Linked DNA regions of Anas platyrhynchos: region 1 is linked to region 2. Evidence: chromatin contacts called from public Hi-C data. All regions are on one chromosome and are shown on one strand. Each heading gives the region's core, a stretch centred on a gene start, on an enhancer-like site or on the middle of the called end of the contact. The rest is flanking DNA. Distances are from core to core; before and after follow the strand shown. Region 1 overlaps ARHGAP24 (Rho GTPase activating protein 24). Region 2 overlaps ARHGAP24 (Rho GTPase activating protein 24).

Region 1 (6,911 bases), core at 962-3,461, 58 kb before region 2:
TTTGGTCTTTCTCAAGATTCTTCTTCTTATTTATCTTTAGCAAACAGGGTAACTTCCCAGGCCTTGCTGAAGAGCTGAATCATATCTTTCCAGGGATTATTTGTATTAAACTATAGCGGTCCTTTGAAAATACAAGATTCAAATGGACAGAGTGAGAAAAATTATCAAAGAACTATCAAAAACTGATCCATAGGTCTCCCAGAAGAAGCAACAGCATCTTCTTTCTATTGCAAGGACCACACTTTGGGTAGTACCTTAGTATAATTTCCACACCAGTCCCTTAGTGTGAAATAAAATACTTGTTCCTTGAGGGCACTGATGGGGGGGGGGAACAACAAAAAAAGCAGCCCAACACTGCAGTTTATCAACTTTCACGTTTCAATATTCAGCACTGGCAGAGTAATGCTCTGGGGTTAGTTATGCACTAAAAACTTGGGCTCTCCTGCAGAGGAACTGAGAGAGAAATGGAAAGGCAGGATGCCAAGGAGCAAAGAAAAAAAAAAATAACAGGAAGACTTGTATACTCAAACTAATGTCCTGAAATACATGCTGTATCTGAGTCTACAGCAAGGTGCTTTCTGAGCTAGGGTAAAAAACCCAGGTCCCAGTTTAGCACATGGGGACATACTTGCAATCTTAAATTACAGAACGCTAAGGCAATACCGCAGAGTGCCACAGGATGGTGCGATTACAAAGTAAGAAGATCTAAATGGTTGAGTCAAATTTTCCCCTCAACAGTACTGAAGCACTGCTTGGGACTTAATCTATCTATACAGAAATTACCATGCACACGTTGGCAGTACAAACAAACACATATATATACACACATACTGCCTGTTAATCTTTTTAAAAGAGCTCGGTTTTTTAATTATATTAAAGTGGTAGTTAGAAGCAAGCAACTTTCTTCTTTCTTTGCAAGCAACTTTCTTCTTTCATTGTTACATATTGATATAAAAATGCCAAATAATGCAAGTAGAAGAGCACTTCATATAGTCTCAGTATGTTTAGACCTTGCAATCCAGTATTAGTTTTCCACCCCCTGTTTTAAAATGCAGAGGTAAACTTAAAAACATCAGGCTACAGCATGAATCCGTCTGGCTTTTAGGTGTTTCAACCCACAAATACCCTCAAGCCAACTTCAGCCACAGAGGCCAGCTGTGAGTTTCAAAGGAGTTTTCCACTCCAAGCTCTCTTGAGGATCAGGAGCACTTATTTCCATTTCCTGTTTGCAGCACTGTATGTTGTATCTATCCACAGGCTAAGTCAGCCATCAGTAATTACATGCCTACCTTGAGGACATTTGTGTAATCGGTAGTCCATGGATCTTTTCAGGGCCTGTGCAGGGCCTTTTCCTCAGGGACTTTTTCCAGCTACAACTGATCAGTGTAAGAAAAGACAGCATTGCTCTCTTTAGTCTTGGCCTTGCTTACATCCTAGATCCATTACAGCTCCAGACACTTAATAATTATACCTATCTTGACACTTCTTTTGCAGTGTGACATCGTAATATCAAAATGTTTAACGATTACACATTCATAATTAAGAGTATTTATTAACAAGTTTTGAAGTACAGAATGTCAGTTCCAGCAGAAAATCCTCCTTATTCTAAATTGCAACAATCCTCATTAATTGAGGCAAACTTTTCCAAGTGCAGAACGAATGATTACAACCTTGAAATGGGAATGACAAAGCACAAAGTTGGAATGCAACACAAAAAGTAGCAGCAAGCTGAGAAACAGTCTATTTCAGTATCTTGTGCTAGGCTGAGGAAGATTACTTAACCACTAAAATGTTCAAACTGCTTTACTGTTGATGCTTTTGGAGGAGCATCCCCCACTTCAGCACTGTCTACTCAAAGGCATTACAAACACACACACACACCACAGCCTCCCTGCAGCCATCAGAACACACATCGAAGCACCCTTCATCCAGACTTTGTCATTGGTACCCCTCATGGCACTGCTGTTTTGACAGCGTTTGCCTTTGTGATACCACAGGCGCTGTGGAAGTGGTTGTCAGATGGATTACACTGCCTGGGGATCTTCACCCTCTCCACCATAAATAAAAATTGCTGAAGCCCAGCAGGTCACCAGAAATCCCCACATAACCCTCACCCTCGGATAAGTGCACAGCGTGTTCAGAGAGCTGGAGTCAGCGCTTCAGAGCACACAGCCAACAGGCTCCTCGTAACTTTCAGAGAGGAAATAGGGCAGGGTCACATTACAGAAAGATAAATGCTACACCAAAAATAGCTCATGGCCCATGATAACACGTATACAGTTTGCATACAGAACAAACAGTAGGAAACAACAAGCTGTGAGGCTCTAATTAAATTCAGGAGTTCTGGTAATAAAACAAAGGAGAACAGTACGAACAGTTTGTGTATCCGTACATCCCTGAATTACTGGAATTGCATCTCTGTCCTTTAAAATATGTCACAGGTCTTAGCCCTGCAAACAGAGACTCTGTCACCAACATATCCTGAACCCATCCCAACACCTGGTGACTGTGTCACTGCTTAGCTGCATTCGGGCCTTGTAGAGAAGCTCTCCTGGACCTGACACGGGAGGATGAGTTTGCAACTGGCTGCCAGTCTGCAGACAGCACATGATGCTAGAGTCCGTGATAAACCAGTGCTGAAATACTGCAAGTGAGCAGCATCGAGGAGTATTACAAACATGAATAACTCTTTATTGAGAGAATGAGGGCACTGCTTCTGCTGAGGAACCAGCACTCACAGGATGGTCAGACAAAGCCAGTGTTCAGTAATGTTAAGGCGACTCAGGAGTGATGCAACTGGTATTGGAGTCAGGCTTTGGGCCAGAAATGCAAAGGTCAGGTCAATGCATAACATAATTACTGAACACTCTGTGCCATTTTTGTCCCCTTGTGTAGATACCTTCACTTTCCTCTATAATGTACATACAGTACAAGCAGTACAGTGCATAATCTAAGTGCCAGCTGAAATTTTGCCTACAACTTATGAAACATGCATTAAAGCCTTTACCATCTTAGGCCCTGAGCTCTGTTCTCCTCTCTTTGCTGCCACAAGAGCCTGGCTCTACTGTAAGTACACTTCATAGAATCACCCAAATTATTTAGGTTGGAAGGGACATCCAGAGGTCATCTAGTCCAACCCCTGCTCAAAACAAGACCAGTTATGGCAGGTTGCTTAGTGCCTCATCTACTTGACTTCTGAGTATCTCCAAGGGTGGGGACTGTAAAAACTTTCTGAGTGCCTCCTCCACTATCTGGTCACACTCTTGCTGAAAAAAAATAATTAAAAAATCCCAATATATAATCAGAATTTCTCATGTTTCAGCAAGCACTGCAAGGAATACTAAAGATTGACAGATTATTTGCAAGTTAGACATCCACTGCAGAAGTTATAACAGGAGCCAATTCATTCTAGAGCCTGATGCTTCAAGAAGAGCAACGAAGACAGCAGTTTAGGACAGAAAGAGACAGACTTTGTGGAAGGACATGAAAGATTACTTACGAAATATAGATCATTAAAAAGAGGTGGTGGATGCTTTCTGAGGCCTAAAAAACAGATGGGTTCCTATCAGGAAACAATTAGCTGCCTCCAGCCAACATGCTGCCAAAATATCTAATCATTGCTAGGTTGTTCAAAGAGGCTGGTACGTTTCTGCAGAGATTTTGCAGGCATTCTACAAATATATAAAACTGGGTAAGCCCCACAAGTAAACTACCTCTTCTTGCTTATTGGAAGAGAAAGCCACAAATCTGGCAAGCCTTATTGTATAAGGATGTGCTAAAACACTCCACATGCTTACAAAATGTCATCCTTTCTTAAAAACTTGCCATTGGTAGTGGAAAATGCCCTTTCTTGCCTTCTTAAATTACAGCCCCACACCAACAAGTGAAAAGCAGGTGTCTTCACAAAGGTTAAGGAGCAACTCTGTTTCTGAAACTGAAATTCATGCAAAGCAACTACAAATTCTTGTTCGCTGCCAATAACCAAAACCACACACTCCTACAGCAGGACACCAATTAAACTGATTTAATGACCCTTGCATCACACTAGAATATCTTTGTTAACGTGTATTTAATTGCTAGATTAGGTCTCTTAACTCATGCCATATGCAGAGGTAATTTCTGCTAGCTGGGTAGGAATAGGGCCGGGGTTAGAGCAGACTTGGAAGTGGCTCCAGATGCACAAGTGATGAGCAGGGTGTCATTTGTGAGGATCAGGGAAGGAAGCCTGGAACACCACAGGCACAAACGGATGGGAATTTACACAAGCCTAAGGCCATTTGTGTTGGCAGGAACTGGCTTTCTAGTAAAAACTTCATTTCACGTAAGTGCTTTGTGTAGGGATTACTGTGCTTTTTTCCCCTAGGAAAGGAATAAAGCCCCATTCTTGTGGGGAACTGTTTCTAAACAACTTCTTACATAGAGGATTGTATTTGGAAAATGAAGAAAATTCTTAACTAGTGATATCCAAGTCCCTGTCTACCTGTAGCCCTCACAGTGCCAGTGCACCCCCAAAAAGACAGCTCCCATTGCATGAGACTGTAAAGGGAACTAGGCTGGCCTCCTAGATAGATTACTAAGTGCCAAGGCCTGTGCAGTGCCTAGAAGAGTGGTCCTTTCCTCTGCATCGCAGACCTCTGCTGGGGTTGGGGGGGATGCTGCCTAGCAGCAAGGAATGCCTTAATGATAATTAAAGGAACAACAAACAAAGGTCTGTCTTGTTCTCTTCCAGAACATCTTTCCATACACTACAATAATACTAACACATAACAAAGAACAAAAAGATAAAAGTATTTCAGTATTATGCTTTTAAATGTTGTATATAGTCGCCTTCTAAAACTCTGACAGCTTTCCTGGGAACTGCTAAGCCCTAAAACCATGGAGGATCTTGATAGATCACTGCCTGAGGACTGAAAAAGTAAGGTTTTCTGGAAAGCACAATTACTTCCATGCTACAAAAGCATTTGTTTTGCCAGGCTTTTCATTCAATTGTTGTACCTCGATTCAGAAAAGACATACATAACACACCATAATAACTCCACCAGGGACCAGAGTATTTCTTTATAGCTGTACTTTCTTCAGAGTCTCCTTTGTTTTGTCTGCTCAACAGTTTTAAAATACAATCAGCTGTCCTTATCAAGTTGCCTTTTCCAGCAATCTGGAAAATGCTGTCCCCATGTCCACTGTTCAGAGAAGTCTTGAATCTAGAGCTGGCACACCTGCTTTCTCTCTTTTGCATCAGCATTGTAGTTTTATACCAAGCCTGGAAGGCTGAGTGTCCCCATTACCCCTCACAGAGCCAGCGAGGGGGTGCCCATGCCCTGCTGTACATGAGGTTGGTGTTCTTGTGCGTTGCTACACAGGGGGGCTGCTTTAGTCCTAGAAGCAAAAAATCTCAGAAGCCCTAAGTGATTGCCTTGCTGTCTCAGCATGCTCAGGAAGACTGTGTCTTCGCTGTCTTCCCTCTGATACATGCACTCTTCATGGGCTTCAGGATATGTGCAGACACAGCCAGTGGAGAAGAATCCTCCCTAAAATCATTCAGTCAGGTCGATTTGAAGTTGAAAGTAATTTATGGTATGCTTTGAGTATGCCCTTGCTGAGGGAGGATGCAGGAACGATTGGTAGACAGTGCTGTTCTCTGTATATTGACTTGGGCATGTGGTCCTTCTGACACCGAGGATATTACCTCGTACCATCCTCATCATTCACCTCTTTTTCTTTGACAATCCCGGTGATTAAATGTACAGAGATTAAATGTGCTAGTTCCATGCTCTGGATTGTTTGACTGCGGTGAATAATGGCTAATATTTGCCAGCCATCACATCCTGCCACTTACATATCCTTTTCTCAGCTGACAGCTACGGCGACTAGAGCAACAAGGAATATTTTGTCCTATCACCTACTGCCTTCTCTTTTAAAGCGATCTATACGCATGAGAGAATGGAAAAGGGATTTTGTTTTGCTAAATGTGCAAGTGTGTGCTTGCCTTTTCTTTTGTGCATACTCAAAAACGCAGGCAGGTAAACAATGCGATTCTAAACCCCAGCAAACTACTGGGCTATATATATCAACAATAACAGTTGGAAATTCCAAGCCACATACATAGATCAGTCACGTAAGTATTAATATCTGTTTCAGTGACACTTCAAATATTTTTTTCTCCCTGAGAAATCATAATTCTCATGTCTTCTGGCAATAACTGTGATGAACAGTAGAAGGAAAGAGATAATATAAAAAGAATAATCAAATTTTGTGTGTAAAAATTGCAAAATGAACCCTTATTGCTATTTTCCTTATGCAGTGCCATATTTCCTATGCTAATTTTACAGAACAAATAGTCATAATCCACTTCGTATCTTTACAAACGTGTGATTTGTAATGCAGCTGAGGGACTTCAAATTTAAAATGTAAGCCACACAAGCAGAAAGAAACCTACCCCAAAGGCAAGCAAAATGGATTCCCTGGAGGGGACAATTCTACACAGAGATGGCAAATACCAGGGATATTTCAAATAGTAGTGAGCTCACGTGATTAACTAATTCTAGTGCTAGTTCCTCAAAACAGATATCATAGGATGTGCATATAATACATACATACGGAGTGGGATATTATTTGATTTTTTTTAAACTGTCATACAGTTTTCATTATTATTATTTTTTTTCCTTCATACAAAAGGCATCAGCATTTTTCTGCTTTTGCAACTGTACCTCCCCTTTGCAAGACCACAAGAAATGTAAATGCTGATGTGCCAGTTTTCATAGCAGCTGGGATGTTGGATGTTTCAGATTGGATACCGGGTTTTGTCATTTTGCAAGTTTAAGAAATTTCAAATATTGGCTCCACTCTCACTGAATTGTGTACACAAAGCTCACAATTCTTAAGCAACATTTTATCAACCTATAAAATAAGAT
Region 2 (6,735 bases), core at 2,286-4,785:
CATTGCCAGTAAGGAGCGTTTTTTCTATCCAGAACCAGAGACAGATACCACAGATCACTGAATGAGAATCGCCTCTAACTTCTTCCTGCCCGCAGCATGCCCTTTTGCTCAAGTTACACCAAACACCACATCTGCAATCCCTGCAAACCAGTCTGTCACTCACAGTTCATCCCCTGCCTCCCTTCGGGAGCTCTGCTTTTCGCCAGCTCCTGGAACCGATGCTTTCCCAGCCTCTGGTACATGCAGGGTCAGAAGCAATACAGATGCAGCCATTCCTTCCAGCTTATTCTCCTGGGCTTTTCCTCTAGCAGCTCCAATCTCCTGAACTGCTCTACTCGGATAAAAAGATTGACAGCACTGTAAGAAAGAGGTGGCACAAATAAACCAGCCAATATTTCTTGGGTCATATTCCGAGAGACAATCACAATAAATCCAAATTTCTTTCCTGAATTACATTGCTAGCTTTTTCCTCAGAGCTGTATTTCAGGATACCCTTGAGTACTTCCATATTTTAGTATGCCATTTCCCCTCTATATTTACTAGAATAGCACTTTACCTTGTATTTCTTCTTTACCTCATTCATTGCAAATCTGAGCATCTCTGTTTCTGCTTCATAAAAAACTTCTCTCATAGTAGGCCTACATTTTTTAAAAAATGTTGTTCTTTTTATGAAGTGTCTGACAGAAGAAGCTGGGTATTTTTGCAATTTGTCTTCTGCCTCCACATTAACCCTAATCTCAGTTTGAATGTTAGGGTTGGAGATTAAAGCTCACTGTTACACTTTGCTCACAATGAAATGGACTTGATCCTCAGTCTATCCTTTCAGACTTCATGCTCACAAGAGGAAGTTTACAATTTTGTGCTTAAACAAACCAAAACCATTCTGCTCACTGGCTTCAGAGAAAACAACATTGTACAACAGCATACAGCGGTACAGTATTGCACTCCTCAAAATCCATTTTCTATTTCCCTTCCACTGATTTAACTGAGAGCAAAAGCAGACCCAGGGAAGCAGCTCTCCCTCCTGATTCAGGGGAGCAGCTGTTTTCTAAAAGGTTCTGTAGTAAAGCACAGACATTTTCTCCTCCCCTTGCCTTTCTGGAGCAAGATAAGGTGATCTGGGTGAGGCCCAGCCCCATGGCAGCGAGGTGGAAAGCACCCATCCCACCGCCCCAACACCACTCCCCGTCCGCATCCCCGGTGAGTGATTATCTAACACCTCCTACCAATGATGCATCTCCCAGGGCAAGCCAAAATAAAGAGAGAATAAAGCTGGACTGCAGAAAGGATCCGTGAGTGCCACCTTGACTTGTGCTAACACACAAACGCTTCCCTGGGTGGCAGACGACAAGGCAAACTTTTCTGTTTGCTTATACTGGAAACGGCTGCCAAAGTGACATGGGAATGAAGCACAATGGTTACATTAATGCTGCTGTTTGCTGAAAACTTCTAAAAATACCACAGTTCTCTACCGCTGCAGTGTGTAACAGCTACCCCTGTACAGCCAGCATTCCTGCAACACATTCTTAATATGCATTAATTCTGATCTTATTTTAAGAAGGAGAGTTTTTTCCTTAGTCCCCGGTCATTTTTGATGGCAGGAAAAACCACGTGCCCAAATAATCCTGCCTTCTTGTAGGCTTTACTGAAACCATTCTCTCTAGGAAAGAAAAATCATTTCTATTTACATTACCTAGAAATAAGAGCGCCCTTCTATCAGGAGCGCTGGGAGTTATTCATAGCACATGCTGACATACACACAGGCTTTCCTACTCCTGACACAATGGAAATTTCTCAGCAGGAAAGATTTCTCTGCCCTCCTGCTGGAGGTGCATTACAGCCACAGCTTCTGTGCCCACACCGATCAACTCAAAGCTGAAATTTTCACGCTACAGAAAGTTTCAGTGGATGCAGGACTCTGCAAACAGACTCCAGTATACACTGACAAATTCCAGTATAAGCAGCTTAGACGTCAGCGTCTTTGTAGGACTACAAATTGCAGTGTTGACAAACACATTCAGACAGAAATGCCAAAAAAATTCATCTGCTCTTCACCCTGGGCCAACATGTAGCATTCGGCACATTTTGGAAAAGGGATTTGCCCCCTTCATCACAAACACGACATCCCTCTTAACCGCCGTGTCTCCCTGTTCTCGCCCGGGACACAAAAGCACAGAGCACACGGAGTACCTCTGCTCCTCACTGCTGCTGCTCCTCTCAACTCCTGGGCTCCCTGCCCGTCTGTCAGGATGACAGGAGCCGCTGGTTTGTCCCGGCACAGCCCCACCGTCCACCGCTAACAGGCCGCAGCTGCGTCGCTCTCCTCCACTGGCCCAATGTATGCTTTATTTCCATTAGGGCAGCTCAGGCTGCTGCCTAAACAGCCCCAGACAAAGATTACGCTGCCACAGCGGTTTCTACATGGCAGAGCCATTCCCCGTTAATGCCTGTCGTGCCTGCAGCAGCAGGAAGCTGGGCCCTGCAGTGGGCAGGGGGAGCGAGACGGGGCCGCCTCGACGCCAGCTGGCTGCCATCCACCCCGGGGCAAGCTGTACCTCAGGGCTGCCTCTCGGGACTTTTTCAAAACTCACTTCAGAAACCTCATTTTGATCCACCAGATGTAGAAGTGATCGGCGGAGGGGAAGTAAGAGAGCAATCTGCTGGAATCCGCACTGTTATACAGGTCCTGATATAATCGCTTATTTCTTTTGTACTGCGTACACAATGACTTGGTTCTCCAGATGTGAAGAGCACTGAACAAACATAAGCAGATTCTTTCAGTTTAGATACATAACTAAACGGTGTCAGCTGCAGCAAGGGAATACTCCGAGTGCTCTCAGTGTGTACGCTACGCTCAGAATTAGCCCAAACTGACCCAATACATCATGGATCTGGGAGGTGCTGAGCTAGATTAAACGTACCCGAAGCCCACGGCACACGTAACAAAAGGGGCAGACAGCACAGCACTGATTCTGCAGCGATGGCAAGTGGCATCGCTCCTACAGATCACAGGAAAATGACGTGCTTGTCACCTGCTTTTGTGATGCTGATACCTCTGTACTAAAAATGCTCAGGTGCCTACCGCAAGCAAGTCAATCTTTAGTGCACTGCATTTTCTAGACTAACGCTACGCTTTTACCCTTAAGCTGCTATTAGGAGGTGTGCACGCAGGCAGTGAGCACCTGTCAATTCTGTTCTCAACAAACCAGGAGCTAACAGAGCACCAAAGACAGTTTTCAGCAGTGACATCTTGGCGTTTTGCCTTCCAGCTCCAGCAAGTGATCAGCTATGCAGTACTGCAGCTTGCCTGCTCAGGGCCAAGGAGAGCTTCCTGGTGTAGACTGTGGCTGCACAGTGACTTTGGTCATCATTAATTAGACAAAAACCAAGCAGGCAAAGGCTTACACACTTCCCCGTGCAGGTGCTCCACCACTGGGAATCCTGCCACCAGCGCTGAAGACAGGCTGCCAAAATTAAAGGTCAGGTCCACTCCGTCCTCCTGAAGCCTCGCCTGCCTGTTTACAGAAATGGGCTTACCCTAGTTCAGAGTAAGGTGCAGGAGGATCTCTGGTTCCGTCTGCAACACAGCAGACACAACACAGGCAGACAGCAGGAAAAAGGGGTGAGAAACAGAAGGGTTTGTGGTGTTCTCCTTCCTCCTGAAGAAAGCAAGCTATTGAAGGGTGGAGAGCTCGTAACACTGAATTCATCTGCCAATGTTAGTAACTGAGTGCTGTCAGCACTGAGGTCATCTCAAACTCTGATATTTTCAAAATAGTCAATACCTGGAAAAAATGCTTCCTCTGCTGAAAAATATCCAGGCATTTCCTTTGCTAAAAATAAATTACGTCCTACACGTTTAGTATCTAAAGAATCCAAAGCCAGGCATGAGGTTCCAGCTTGCAATGCCCTGCTCTGTTGCCTGTTTGCCTCCTTTTGGGGTCATTTTTGTTGGGAGGACATGGAAGTACTGAGTGGCCAACACACAAATGAGTGCTCAAACATCTTGCAAAATGATCTTTTACATGTACAAATCATCAGATAAATACAAATGCACAGTATTTGTGAACACAGGGCATTATACACTGTATAGCATCCAGCTGAGGAAGAGCCACCTCAGCTGCATCGATTTAAGTTTCATTTAAACATTGCTCTCACATTCCAGTTCTGGCAGCAATAACCACAGGAGATGAGGCAAACAGTCCCCTCTGCAAAGTCACAACTCCAGCTTGTTGCGGAGAACAATACCTGCTGAACACACATCCTGTCCTGGTGCCTGCAAACGGAGAGGCTGAAGGCTTCACCCTACATCTTCGCAAGCCTTAGGTAACACAGTGCCCTCGAGTTCCCCACTTGGTTCCCAGTGTTCAAGTGCCAGACTGTGGGGCTCTCCCTCTTCACTTCAGTGCCATTTTGGTCTGTTTTTAAGTGAATACTGCGATCACCTGCTCTTGTTTGTATTGTCTTATCCCATCCCATCATGATCTATCGCAGACCCTCTGTGTCAGCCAACTGCATGTTAGAGCTCCCCCACTGAAGTCTCCAGGCAGGAATTCAAAGCAATTTAATAACAATAACAATAACTGCTGCTTCAAAACTGCACAACTATCCTCCGGCAGCAGAGTTCACGGCCACAGGAACCTGCTGCCACTTCTGCAGCCTTCCTTGCTCGAAGCTTTCTCTGGGGAGTTGGGGAACAGGTAACAGCTCGCTGGAGCTGAGCAGCTCTGCTCCCCAAAGACAGGTGTATTGTTATTATTCATCTGCCGTCAGATGAGTAAAAGAAAAAACAGTTGTGTCCAGGCCTTCCTTCTACTGACCCGCTGGGGAAAAAAAAAAAAAAAAACAAAAAAAAAAACAAGAAAAACTTTTATTCTCCAGGAAGATCAGAAGAAGAAAACATGAGCTACAAACATCAAAGCAATCAAATGAGCTGGAGTTAACCCACTGATTCTCATCCACCCATTTTGTTGGTGCATGACTGCCCCCACTGTTACACCTGCTCATCTATACTGTGCTTGGTAAAGAAAACGGAGCAACTGCCAAGGACTTGAGTAAATGAAGGTTTTGCCTTCCTTACTCCAGACTGCTCCCTGCTTCTTGACAACTCGGACAGCCTTGCCCTGAGAGCCAGCCTCACCAGTGGAGGTGAACAACCAGGCACCGAAGGGTGGAAGAGGGTTTCTGTGTGGGATGGAGCACCAGGAAGCACGACTGATTTTCACTGCCGCTTCAGCCCTTGTTCCTCAGTGGTCCTTAAAACTGGGTGTCACATCATGCTACCAATAAATGCCACATTTCTAGTGAAGCAGTTCACAACAACGCAGTCGGAGTCTTTTCTCCCTTTTGCTCAGGCCGGAGTCAGCAGCACCCCACAGTCAGTGCGGGAATGCCGGCTGTCTCCACAGGACGTGCTGCCCCCTCCACAGAAGCTCGAGCTACCAGGCGTGACACCAGCAGCCTCAAAGCAGGATCCATCCCTTCCCTGCACAGCAGCATGCCGTGCAGCAGCGATGCTGTGCCTTCAGTGTGGTCTGTTCTGCCTGGGCCCCGATTTTCACCACACGCAGAGCACAACAGCCCGACAACTACATTCAGACTTCAGCTACCCAGGGCCAGACATACAGAAACCCTGCGCACCCCCCAGGGTATACTTCTTTGCCTGAGCTTCCTAAAAATAGCCCTTTTAGAACGGAATGAGGCTTTCAGGGTTTCTTTCTTTTTTGCCCGGTTTTGAAAAGACTTCCTCATCCATACACTTTTGTCGCTTTTAGCAACTCACAGGTCACAAAGCAGAAAGTTTCCTGACAAAGGAGACGTGCCCTATATATAAGCTGTGTTATATCCATCCCTCGCCTGCTTATGAAATAAAGCAAAATGTTGCACATAAAGACGGTGTCGGGATTAGGGCTTCTGCTTGTGTCTCCTCAGTATCTTTCTGCGCAGCATTGGTGAATTCCTTTAAAATTTCTCTACCACATTTTCCTCATTCTGCGAAAAAAGCAATTAAGAATATTTACTGGCCTCACAGGGAAGGCACACTGCTTCAGTTAATTAAAGCTTCTGAAGACTTTAAGATCACCCAGCGAAGGGCTTTGCAGGAATGCCAAGTGCGTAATAAAGCCAGAAAATGACCCGGCAGAGACACAAAGGTCGTTTCTTAAGTGAAGTGTGTCCAGTGAAGGTCTCATTGAGATTTAAACCAAAAAAAAGTTGTCGTATAAATGACTACAAGATGCTTTCTCACTGTAGCTTGACTGAGATTTTACAATGTGTGTGAGCTCACGCGCTAGCTGGTGAACTGGAAGGAATGCATTTAAAGGCAATTTGCAAATCAGAGGCACCCGACACAAACCGCTACCTATAAACGTCCTAACTGCTTCAAGAGCTGTAAAAAGACGCAGTGAGGGCCCACGCAAGCCCAAGTAAAAATGCCCCTCGCTGCTACATATCACTAGCTTAGGCAAAAGCCTAATTTTGTTGTATTAAAAGAGGAATCAGCCTCTTTCAATACCACAAAGCCTGAAGGCCTGCGGCGAATGTGTTCTTAGAGCACTGAAGGACAGGATGCCCTGAGCTGTGAGGGCAGCAAATGAGGCACGCCAGGACAGAACAAGGTGTGCACAAGGGCAGGGGACACAGCAAGCTGCTATAAAGCAAGATACCACGCAGTGGCTTAAAAAAAGGCAAAGATAAAGCCAAGTTCATCCATTCCCCTCAGGATGCTTCTAGGTT

Evidence for each region. Hi-C and Micro-C count contacts between places; a contact is called where the count stands out from the background.
Region 1: a Hi-C map of liver shows a contact between it and region 2, with 3 times the contacts expected there. The contact joins two enhancer-like sites. A contact is called at or near these places in 2 of 8 Hi-C or Micro-C datasets (liver and skeletal muscle).

The regions. Positions count from the first base shown.
Region 1 is chr4:48,154,896-48,161,806 of IASCAAS_PekinDuck_T2T, reverse strand. The region is part of intron 4 of ARHGAP24 (Rho GTPase activating protein 24); the gene reads right to left. Among named protein-coding and RNA genes, the nearest start is that of MAPK10, 33 kb to the left of the region's middle. Within about 2 kb of position 2,211, at least 4 of the 8 cell types and tissues checked have an H3K27ac peak or open chromatin away from gene starts, as enhancers often do.
Region 2 is chr4:48,097,976-48,104,710 of IASCAAS_PekinDuck_T2T, reverse strand. The region is part of intron 3 of ARHGAP24 (Rho GTPase activating protein 24); the gene reads right to left. Among named protein-coding and RNA genes, the nearest start is that of MAPK10, 90 kb to the left of the region's middle. Within about 2 kb of position 3,535, at least 1 of the 8 cell types and tissues checked has an H3K27ac peak or open chromatin away from gene starts, as enhancers often do.